Regions from separate parts of the Mus musculus genome. Here region 1 is linked to region 2. A link is a contact called in public promoter capture Hi-C data. All regions are on one chromosome and are shown on one strand. The core of a region is the stretch at or near the end of the contact, and the rest is flanking DNA. Distances in the headings are between cores, read along the strand shown.

What was found. Promoter capture Hi-C pulls out the DNA fragments that hold promoters and counts their contacts.
Region 1: a contact with region 2 is called in a promoter capture Hi-C map of hematopoietic stem and progenitor cells, with 2.1 times the contacts expected there. The contact joins the enhancer-like site here to the promoter of Hunk in region 2. A contact is called at or near these places in 6 of 39 promoter capture datasets (the C10 cell line, cranial neural crest, hematopoietic stem and progenitor cells and 3 more), 1 of 15 datasets of contacts at CTCF or cohesin (large pre-B cells), 18 of 484 Hi-C or Micro-C datasets (the HL-1 cell line, adipose-derived mesenchymal stem cells, cerebellar granule neurons and 9 more) and 11 of 115 datasets of contacts at active chromatin or transcription factors (bone marrow-derived dendritic cells, bone marrow-derived macrophages, cardiomyocytes and 8 more).

What each region holds. Positions count from the first base shown.
Region 1 is chr16:90,914,731-90,919,800 of GRCm38.p6, reverse strand. No RefSeq gene overlaps it. Among named protein-coding and RNA genes, the nearest start is that of Cfap298, 18 kb to the left of the region's middle. Within about 2 kb of position 3,545, at least 50 of the 459 cell types and tissues checked have an H3K27ac peak or open chromatin away from gene starts, as enhancers often do. A contact at or near this core is called in the HL-1 cell line and hematopoietic stem and progenitor cells, where this site is marked.
Region 2 is chr16:90,385,109-90,390,304 of GRCm38.p6, reverse strand. It overlaps Hunk (hormonally upregulated Neu-associated kinase), which reads right to left and starts at 3,908. Exons shown (of 11, transcript NM_015755.2): 1 at 3,589-3,908. The coding sequence starts at 3,849.

The DNA of each region.
Region 1 (5,070 bases), core at 2,296-4,795, 530 kb before region 2:
GGTGACAAGTCTCTTCCTTGTCACCTTCAGAGACTCTCTTTGTTTGTTTGTTTGGTTTGTTTGGTTTTTTTCCGAGACAGGGTTTCTCTGTGTAGCCCTGGCTGTCCTGGAACTCGCTCTGTAGACCAGGCTGGCCTCGAACTCAGAAATCCACCTGCCTCTGCCTCCCAAGTACTGGGATTAAAGGCGTGAGCCACCACCACCCAGCTACCTTCAGAGGTTCTTACAAGTTCATTTACATACAGCTCCATCCGAAGCTTCCAGGACCCTGTTGACTCGGAGACCTATGTGGACTCCACAGCCTTCTGGGCAGATAGTGATGCTTCATCTCCATGGAGCACAAAGCGCCTGTCAATGCCAGCCTGCCTTCTTCCCTCACTGAATCTCATTCTCATCCAAAAAAATAAAAAATAAGGAAAGCCACAGGAACTCACTTCCTTTTTCCTGCAATGTCAGGGGCTCAGAGGCTCCAGTGGAGGGAACAGTCCCTGGAGGAGCCCCTTGGGGACAGGAAAGCATCTCAAAAGCTTATGGTAATGGTTCCAGTGGGGGTTGGAGAGGCAGGTAGAGGGAGGCAAGTGGTCAAGGGTGGAGGATCTCTAAGATGCTGCTTTGGGACAGACACCCCATTGCAGGATAGATCTATATAATAAGAAACTGCTACTGGACTCCTAGAAGCCCAGACAGGAGCCATGCAGGGCTCTCAGGTGCTGCTGAAGGTCACCCCACGGCTAACACTGAAGATGTGAATCCACAGGACGCCTCCAAAAGTTCATCTCATCATCTTCATGTATGAAGTGACGTCTAACTATGTTATCCAATTGGTTCCAAACTTGTGGGCTCATGATTCCAAACTTGAGTATGCTCCTGCCTCCTGAGTAGCTGGGACCACAAGGATGTGCCATGACTTTCAGGATCCTCAGTAACTGAGGTGGAGCTGTGGGATCCATCTTTTTAGGTGTCCAATGTTGAAGAGACCGGGGCAGAGGCAGCACATGGCCCCCACCAAGGGCCAGCTGGGGCTTGGCCAGGGGAAGTCTGGGAACAGAAAATGAGTCCCTCAGAGATGACACAACTTGATGTTTGGAGAAGCCCTGCTCTCTCCTCAGGCATGTTCCAGAAGCCAGTGTGTTGTCTCTTTCCTGTGTTCTCTCTTGGTGTGGCTCCCTGAGCTGGGCTGTCGGATTTAAAACAAAAACCCAAACATTTGATTTACCAGTAAAGGCTCAGGAGCCAGAGGCTGTGGTGAAAGCCTGCTAGCGCAGAGAAGCAGAGAAAGCACCCAGCGGCCCTTCCTACTCCACCGACGTCCCGGAGAGGAGAAAGCTCCTTTTCCTTCCCTTTCCTGGGTTCTCTCCTATGTCCACTCCCTGTCAGCTGGTTGCTTGTTCCACCTCTTGACCTGTCATTGTCTTTATTTAACTCTTGTTTACAGGAAGCTCTTTCGTGAAAGGTGTGTGCTAGGGCTGAGCCACACCACAACAAGAAACAGGTTTTTCCAGTTCCCAATCTTGAGGTTCACCTGTGATCAAATTCCCTGCGATACCGGGCTGTACTGGGTGTGCAGTGTCTGCTCACGTGGCTGGTGAGAAGGTGGAGCAGGTGTGGCAGTGGATAACAGACAAGAACACAGAGGCTGAGAGAATGAACCAGGAGCAGCTATGTGCCACGTGCCTGGGACCTGCCAAGCTGTCCCAGGGCCTCTATTGCCCTGCCGTGGTCTCTGTCTCAGACTTCCTTGCCTTGAGCTCCTGAGACCTGAGGTGATGCTGAGGTGGTCAGGATAGGGAAGGGTAGAGGCCCGGTGGACAGGTCTTTTTATTTTCTAGCTGCTTTCCTTGCAACTAGCAACTGAAGTCTGACTGTCTCTCTTCCCAGAGTCTAGCATACAACAAAGCTTGATGACCAGTAGAATGGAGCGGGAGAGGTTGGGGAAGAACAACTAGTCCAGGAGCTGCTCTGTGGGGTTAGTACCACCAGATTTAGTGCCTGATGCCCAAGCATTAGACATGAAAGGAATGAAAAACTGGTAGAAAACATGGCCTCGGGTCTGCATGGACTTCGAGAGTAAGTAGCTCAGGGTCAGCAGCACAGGGCTCCCCAGACTGGCGTAGGTCCTGCTTTAGGGGCCTTTTAAGAAGCTCCCCGCACTCGCTGCTTCTGAAGCAACTGTTTGTGTGACTGTTGAAGACTACACAAAACCACAAAACATCACTTAAAAGCCACTGGAAATTGCCCTGAGGGTGCGCGGTAAATGGAAAAACATTTCCAAGAAAAAAAGCCTACTGCTCTCAGTCCGAACAGGGTCAGCCTGTGGCATGGGGCACTGATGCGATCCTCCCAGCTCCCTGTGACTGGAACTGCACCCTGGGCAGCTGCGACCAGGAAGACAAAGGTTCCCTCTCCCCCAGATCCCATTGTAGGGCTCTAGTTTCATCCTATTAAGGGCAAGCAACTGGAAACCCATGTTGCTCCGTGCTACAGAAACCCTACATTGGATGGTCATGGCTGAGAGACCAGGACTCACTCCCTAACCCATCCACACCTCCCAGGCGTTGGGCTAAGTCCTGAGGTCTCCACCATCCTCAGGCAAGCTCCCTTGGGGCTCAGGTCACAAACAGGAAGAGTGAAAAGACCAGGGACCGACCTCAGCCCTCTCCCAGGACGGTGCCACTCGGAAAAAGGTGCCCTGTCTCTGCTCCCGGGCACTGGGGAGAAGCTGTGCTCTGAGACAGAGGCTGCCCCTGATGGTTCTGCTACAGGGGGCTGACTTCCTTTGGAACAGAGACTGACTGGCAAAGTGCATGCTTTAGGGCTCGAACCACAGCAATGGAATAATGAAGCAATCCAGGGCTAGCAACTCCGAGATACCAGTAGCAACAAGTGAGACTGTAGACCCACCAGAACTCTGAGAGAATCGTGGGGAGAGCCAGCTAAGAAGAGCCTCCAGGGAGTTTGTCCTTCCCAAAGGGGCAGAAATACTGGTGCTGGGATGCATCCTCTCTGGAGCCATCCCATAATGGTCATGATCTGATTACAGCCTTAACATTTACCTCCTACAAAGGCAACACAACGCATCTTTATCATTTTTTTTCTTCCCAACTCATTTTCAGTAAAAAGTATCCCAGGGCCATCGAGATGGCTCAGTGGTTGAGGACACCTAGCATCACCTGATGGAAGATGGCATCTGACCTCCACACGCACACCGTGGCACGGGCACATACACAATAAACAAATGAAATACAACAAGGAGACTTTATCTCTGTGTACAAGCTGCGTGACAGAAAGGAGACTCCAGAGGAAAATTGGTCCGCTCCTGCGATGTCCCCTCAGCTGACCGGCACCCACCTGACTTCCTCAGGGTTCAGCGGCACTGGGTCAGAGGTCAAGTTCTAAAGACAGAAGCTTGGGAGCTCAGGGCAGGGAGGCAGCTCACCGGGTTGGCAAATTCTTCGTAGATTAGTTAACACGTTTTCTCTGGAGTTCATTGTTAGCACAGAGGGAGATTTCCCCTTTCTCTTAGTGAGGTAATGTCATTTGTTCATACATGCCCCTAATTGGCCTCCCTCCCTTCTGCAGAAAGGACACGGGTCCTTTCCAGGTCAGATCCGTGCTTAGTCATCTGAACACGAGTCCCCTCCCGCCTCCCCTTGTCCTTCCTGAGCTGGACTCTGACTCTGAAGGAAATGGCAGGCTCTGCTTTCCTTTGCTTGAAAGCGCTCAGTTTTGACTCAGTGAAGTCAAAAGCTTGGAACGGGGGAAGAAGGGCGAATCCGTGGCTCCTGTGAAATAGGAAGTGACCAGCTTTCCTCTCTTTGTCCTGCCAGCCTAAGCTCCTGATATCACGGGCAGTTCCCTTGAAAGCAGGAAGACAGTATCTCTTTTCTCTTTTCTCTTTTCTCTTTTCTCTTTTCTCTTTTCTCTTTTCTCTTTTCTCTTTTCTCTTTTCTCTTTTCTCTTTTCTCTTTTCTCTTTTCTCTTTTCTCTTTTCTCTTTTCTCTTTTCTCTCTCTCTTTCTTTCTTTCTTTCTTTTTTTTTAAACTTTATCTGCATTTATTTTATGTTGAATTTATTCCCATGCCATGAGTTTTTGTTTCTTCAATTTCTTCTGGGATATCTTTCCTTCTGTGCGACCTCCTCTTCTGGCTTTGGAACCATCTGTTCATTCTCAGTGAGGGTCATCTCACTGTGGCAGGGGGAGCTCATGTATGGGTTAATCCAGCCATGAGATTCTGGAGGTTCGTGGGCGCATCTCAGGTGCCTTGCTCACCTGGATGTGTTCAATGACGAGAGAGTCTACGTCTAAACCCTTGAGTTCAGCATTACTCTCTGCATTTTTAAGCGTGTGCAGCAAAAATTCAGCACTCTTCTTTGGCCACCGTCCCTGTGTCCAGCCCACTGTTTGGTCTGGGCACACTTACGGACTCCACCATCACACCTCCGGAATGGCACACATTGCTTCTTTAGTGACATCCTTCAGATACTAAGTAGCTTTGAGGATATGTAGACCCTTGATGGCCCGGGCAGTTCCCTGGGTGTTCTTAAAGTGAGCATGAAGATTCGAACCTCTTGGTTTGTATGATTTTGTGGGGTTTTCTGGGTCAAGAGAGTAGCGAACCATCTTGACAGATCACTTCTGGCCACTTACAGGAAGAGGCAAAGACAGTATTTCTACCCCAAGATAAGTTCTCAATTGCATTTTCTGCTGAAGCAATTTGAAAGAAATGTAATAAGGCTGTGAGCTACCTTTAAAAAAAAAAAAAAAAAAGATTGGGAACCTTGCGAAACAGGGCTCCGCTGAAGAGCATCTGTTGTGGACTTGACATCCCTGCAAAGGTGAGCCTAACTCCATCTTAAAATGCTCGCAGGACTCATGGCTGCAGTAGCTCCCTAAGAAGGTCAATTGGGGGGGGGCACCCTCTTCAAGGCAAGGGGGAGGAAGAATGGGATGAGGAACTGTGGGAGGAGGGACAGGGGATGGGGGAGAACAGCTGAAATGTAAATAAATATTTTTTAAAAAAAGAGATTGAAATAAGCTGTGCATAAACCAACAACAGAAAAAAAAAAAGA
Region 2 (5,196 bases), core at 2,659-5,158:
GTCCCTTCACTGACTTTCATGTACCCACCTTGGCCTCTGCATCCCAGGTGAAGGTGCCAGTGCTCATGGCTCTACTGAATGCTCCAGTTGGCCTTCCAAGCCCACTGTGCCCGAGGTGGTCTTAGACCTTCCCCACTGCGCTTCTTCACCGTGTTCATAAATATTTTTAATATTATTACACTTACTGATGGAGGGCACACGCGGAAGTGCACTTGTGGAAGTCTCAAGATTACAGGAGGACATGCAGGAGTTGGTGGTTTTCTTCTTCTACCCCAAGAGTACCAGGGATGAAAGTACTTGGGTCATCAGGCCGGCACCCACCTTTAACCACCGAGCCATTTCAGTTAGATGTCACTCAAGTTTTAAAATGTGATGGTAACTTCTCATGGGCCTAACACAGGTCCTTCTTCCCTAACGAGAACCACTTTGAGACAAAAAACAGAGGCTCTCCAGTCTGTAAACGCTGCTAGCCCATACTCCTGCCCAGCAACTGTTCTCTATGTCAAAGCCACGGGGAATTACATGTTCAGAATCTAACCGAATGATGTCTCCTGGTCCAAACATCACTCCAGCCATGACTGAGAACATCGTAATTAAGAACCTCACATGATTGAGTGAATATTTATTTTTATAAAGCCAGATGGGCAGAGATAGTTTTTGCTTAAAAGCTAAAGGGAAGCAAAACTTAGGTCTCAGCCCTAAGCCATCCCTTTGTGTTCAGCAGTAAGGGGGCCATCGAGATTTGGATGGCTTCCAAGCAAACGGCTTCACGGTGGCAACAGGAGCCTCTGGGTGAGACAGGACTGAGTCCAAAAGGAAAGCGGGTAAAGCAACGTGCTTGTCTTCTGGACTCAGCCGGGAATTCCTAGCAAACCCAGGAGGATTTTTATCCAAAGCGTTCTGGAAATGTGCACCTTACCAAACACACCACCAACCACCCACACTGCCTCGGACGCCTTCAACGAGCAAGAGTCTAGATTTAACCACAAATCAACCAAAATAAAATGCATGCTTTGATAAGAGTGGCTCTGGAACAGACGGAATGTGAGATGGTGCCCTCGTCTTCCCTTCATCCTCTGTTCCACAAACGCATTCCTCAAGATGAGCTACTCCGGGTCCTTCTGCCCAGGTGGCTCAGGGAGGACTTAGTTCCCACCACAGGATTCATCCCTTCCTCCTAAAAGAGAAAATCTGCACCCACTAAAAAGGAGAAGAAAAGGAAGCCTTTAACTAAACCTACGCACCCTAAGAAAGTTGTGATAGGCGGGGAGGCTGGGAGCCTGGAAGCAAGCTTTCACAGAATCTGCCTTTCCTGAAGTGAAGCCCCTTGGCCTGCAGTTTAGTTTGCAAATAGCTTGAGGTAGCCTCCGCTTTTCCTCTAGCTTTGCTTAATAAAGCAAAACCCAAAAGAAAGGAGGGCCTGGGACTCAGAAACTCACCAAATGTTCTCCCTCTCCCCCTAGCCCTCTCCCCTCCCCCTCTCCTTCTCATCTCTATAATCAGCTAAAACCCACATCTATTAGTTAAGCATTAAAGGTGTAGGGTTAGGGAGATAAAAGCTATGAATAGCACCACTGTTTCTTTAAAGCTCACCGTTGAAGGAGCTAATATCCAGGTCCCTCCCTGATACTCTGTTGTCCCCAGAGAAAGGTCCCTCCTGGTTAAAGAAAAGCATTGCAGGAATGACCAAGGTTTGCATCCCTGGCCTCTGCATTGACAACTATGGTCTTTAACTAGATCTGATCAACTGGTCCAGGGGGAAAAAACCTTATATTCAACAATCCTCCTCTCAATGCAAAGATGAATTGAGCCATCATAAAGACAGGAGGAAATGAGACCCTTCATCTAGACCCCAGTTGGGCAGAAACCTCCCTGTATTTATTCCTGCTAGGCAGGAGCTAACACAGGAGTCCAGAACTGAATCAGGGCTGAACCCTGAATACCCCAGGCAGTGCAGCCAAGGACAAAAGTATTATCCCATGGGGCAAAACTGCCCTAGTGAGGAGCTGAGGTCCAGCCCAACATGGCAAAAAGCTCTAAGAAGTTCTGATCTCTTTAGAGAGGTGATGTGCATAGCCAGACTAAATCCTCTAGATTTTGAGAGCAAAGTCCTTCGCCTCTCCCTGCCAGAACAGAAATGAGCTCCCTGAAATCAGTCTGCATCACTGATGTGTGTCCGGCAGACAGCCCACTGCGCACCAAAAAGTAAATAAATATTCCCTTACTCCACTGAGAACAACTAGGACGGGTCTAAAGAGTTTCTCCTTTGAAGAGCTAATGTGAGTTCATACTGAATGCTGGGTTTTTTTTGTTTGTTTGTTTTTTGTTTTTGTTTTTGTTTTTTTGTTTTTTGTGGGTGTTTTTTTTTTTTTTTTTTTTTTTTTTGCTTGGAAATTCGGGCAAGAGACACTTGAAAATGACTGCTCGGTCTAACCCTGCTTACCCAGTATAAAGGGGCACCCCACTTGGAATGGCTACAGAAAAAGAAGATAAAGTCAAAGGGTGATGGAACCCAGTGCTCAAATGTAGGGGTTTCCAGGACAACAGAAACCAAGAGGAAATCAAAGGTATCCAGAGGCTAGAAAATGACTAGTGTGGTGGCCCTGGCCTGTCACCAGACTTCTCACAGTTCATCACTGTCACAAACCCCTAGGCTGGGCAAGGAAACCCAGAGCAGCAGGCCCGAGGGCTTGGCCCTTGGGCTATTTGCTGCTAGGACCGGCTGAGTTCCCCTCCTCCGCCCGCGCGGACAACCCCCAGCCTGGGTGATTAGAGTATTGGGTCCCTACAAAGATACCAGTTTGGCAGCCCAGAGCAATTCCCTGCCTGAGGCCACCCAGCCTCAAAAGTAAGTCAGCTTCTTGGGTTTCTTTTCACAAATCTAAGTTAACACCTGAGATCTGCCCGCACCCGGCCTGGCAAGAGTTCACTCTCTCACTTCTAATTAGGTCGAAGTAGAGTCCCTCCGGGTGTGGGGGAGGGGCCCCTTTCCTTTACTGTCTTCTAGAAAGATGAAAAGGTATCTGCAAACTTCTAGAGTCCAGGGCCTGTGTAGTTCTGCACCTGCCAAAAGCAGGATCGTTACTCCAACAGTTGCCCCAGCCCACACGGGGGGAGAGGGGAGCTTACAGGGCCCCAACTCCCCTCCACGTCCTCGCCTGAGCCCAGGAGGGATGAAACTCTAAGCAACCTCAGACTGGCTGCCTTGCTCTCCCGCCGCCGCACATTCCACAGGCAAAGCTGAACCCCAGCCTGGATCTAGTTCCCGCCTCTGCACTGATCCATGCCCCTACCGCAGGACCCTCCACCGCCACCTCTCCCCTCCCTTCCCTGGCGTCCGCCAGGCGGCACCCTTCCAAAACAAAACAGAAAGACGGTGCGGGGTAGCTTCGCGGGTACATCTATCTGCCCGGGTACCCCACCCCACGAACGTGAGCCCATCACCACCATCATCCATCAGTAGGTGCCCGGTGGCCCACTAGGAGAGCCTGAGCGTGCGTCTAGCCACACTGGGTTGGAGAGCCAGGCTGAGTGCTCGCGGGACAGTGCTCCCGGGTCCTCCCGCCAGGCCCGCGCACCCCAGCTCACCTTTTCTCCCGTCAGCACGTGCAGCCCCTCGCGCACCTTGGCGAAGGAGCCCTCTCCCAGCTTCCTGCTGCCGATGAGGTAGTTGCCCACGCGCTTGTGGTGCTGGAAGTCCCGGAGCCGCTCGCGGGACACGCCGCTCACCCAGGCGGGCAGGAAACTTCCCTCGCAGGCCGCCGCCGGCCTGGTCGTGTCCTCCGCGCCTCCATCGCCCCCCGGTGCCGCCGGCTCGCCCAAGAGCCCGTCCCCCGCCGCTGCCGGCATCGCGCTCGCTCGGCTCCCGCGCTCGCAGCCGCTCCTCCTCCGGCTCCCGGGGCTGCCCTGGCTCCTCCTGCCGCCGCCCTGGACCCGGCCCCGCCCGGCCCGGGTCTCTGTGCTCACGCCCCCCGCGCCTCTGTGCTAGCGCCGCGCGCAGACAATAGCTGGCGACCGGGCGACCGGGGACCCGCCCCCGAGAAGTTCGTCCTCCGAGGATCGATCGCCCAGATCGCGCCCGCGGTCCCGTCTGGTGCCCCGATCGGCTGTGAGAGGGAACAGCGGCTGCTGGTCCGAGAGGGGCACAGTCCGGTGGCGGAGTCCCCCAAGCCCGGGCGCCGCCGCCCTCTGGCCCGCCGGGTCCTCAGCGGTGCTCCCCGGGGCCGCTCCCGCCGGAGAGGAGCGCGCGGCGGGCTGCAGGCGCCCTCTGGAAGGCAGCAGAAGAAAGCCCCATTCAGTTTGAATTTGCAGAAATTTAATCCGCTCGCGGGCGGCGGGGACAGAAGCGAGCTCCACTCCGCAGCTTGAGCACTTTCAAATCCCTCGTAGCCCCTCCTTCCTTCCCCGCGCGCAACAGCCGAACTCGACCCTCGCTGGAGAGGGGAGGGGAAGGGAGCGGCGGAGTGGGCGGCGAAGCCACCTGAGCGCCAGACAGGGGGACCCCGCGCGGCCGCGTAGACGCGCGCTCCTGGGCTGCCCAAGACCTGCTGCCTCCCGGGGTGCGGATCGCGCAGGTTCTGAGCTTGAGCTTTCTGGCCCTTTCGAGAGTGAATGTCCTCACCAACAGCACCCACCATAGGCAGGGGAAAGAGAAAGAGAAGCTTTGGACTGTAGCAGAGTTGGATACCCAACCCAGAACCTGGCACACAGTAGGGACTATGGAAGATGGGTGGGTGGGTACCTAGCAGGCTATGTGTCGGGGCTCGCACACATACTCGATTGCTGTTGTCCGTGGAGAAGCAGCCGCCACAGCTAACAGTAGTGGCGGCAGCGTAGGAACCAGGGCGTTTGCTGCTTGTGCGCGTTCGTTTGCCCCCTCTCTGCTTTCCTTAGAGATGATGTATTGCAGGGTGAGCCGGACCGGACCGGACCGGAGCCTCACTGCTCCTGAATGCTTTTATTCTGCGGGCTCTGTGAGTGCACTGATTTCACCTAAACAATAAACATAAACAGCCTGAGACACCTACCCATTATTCTCCAGGATCCCCAATATATTCCTGAAGCGAAATGAGAGACACACACACACAAAAAGGATGCGGAGAGGGCTTTCCAAAATGCGACCTGTTGAGGTGCCCGCGTCTAATGCAAATTTAACCTCTGATCACACATCATCTGAGCTCAAAGGGAGGATTCGGT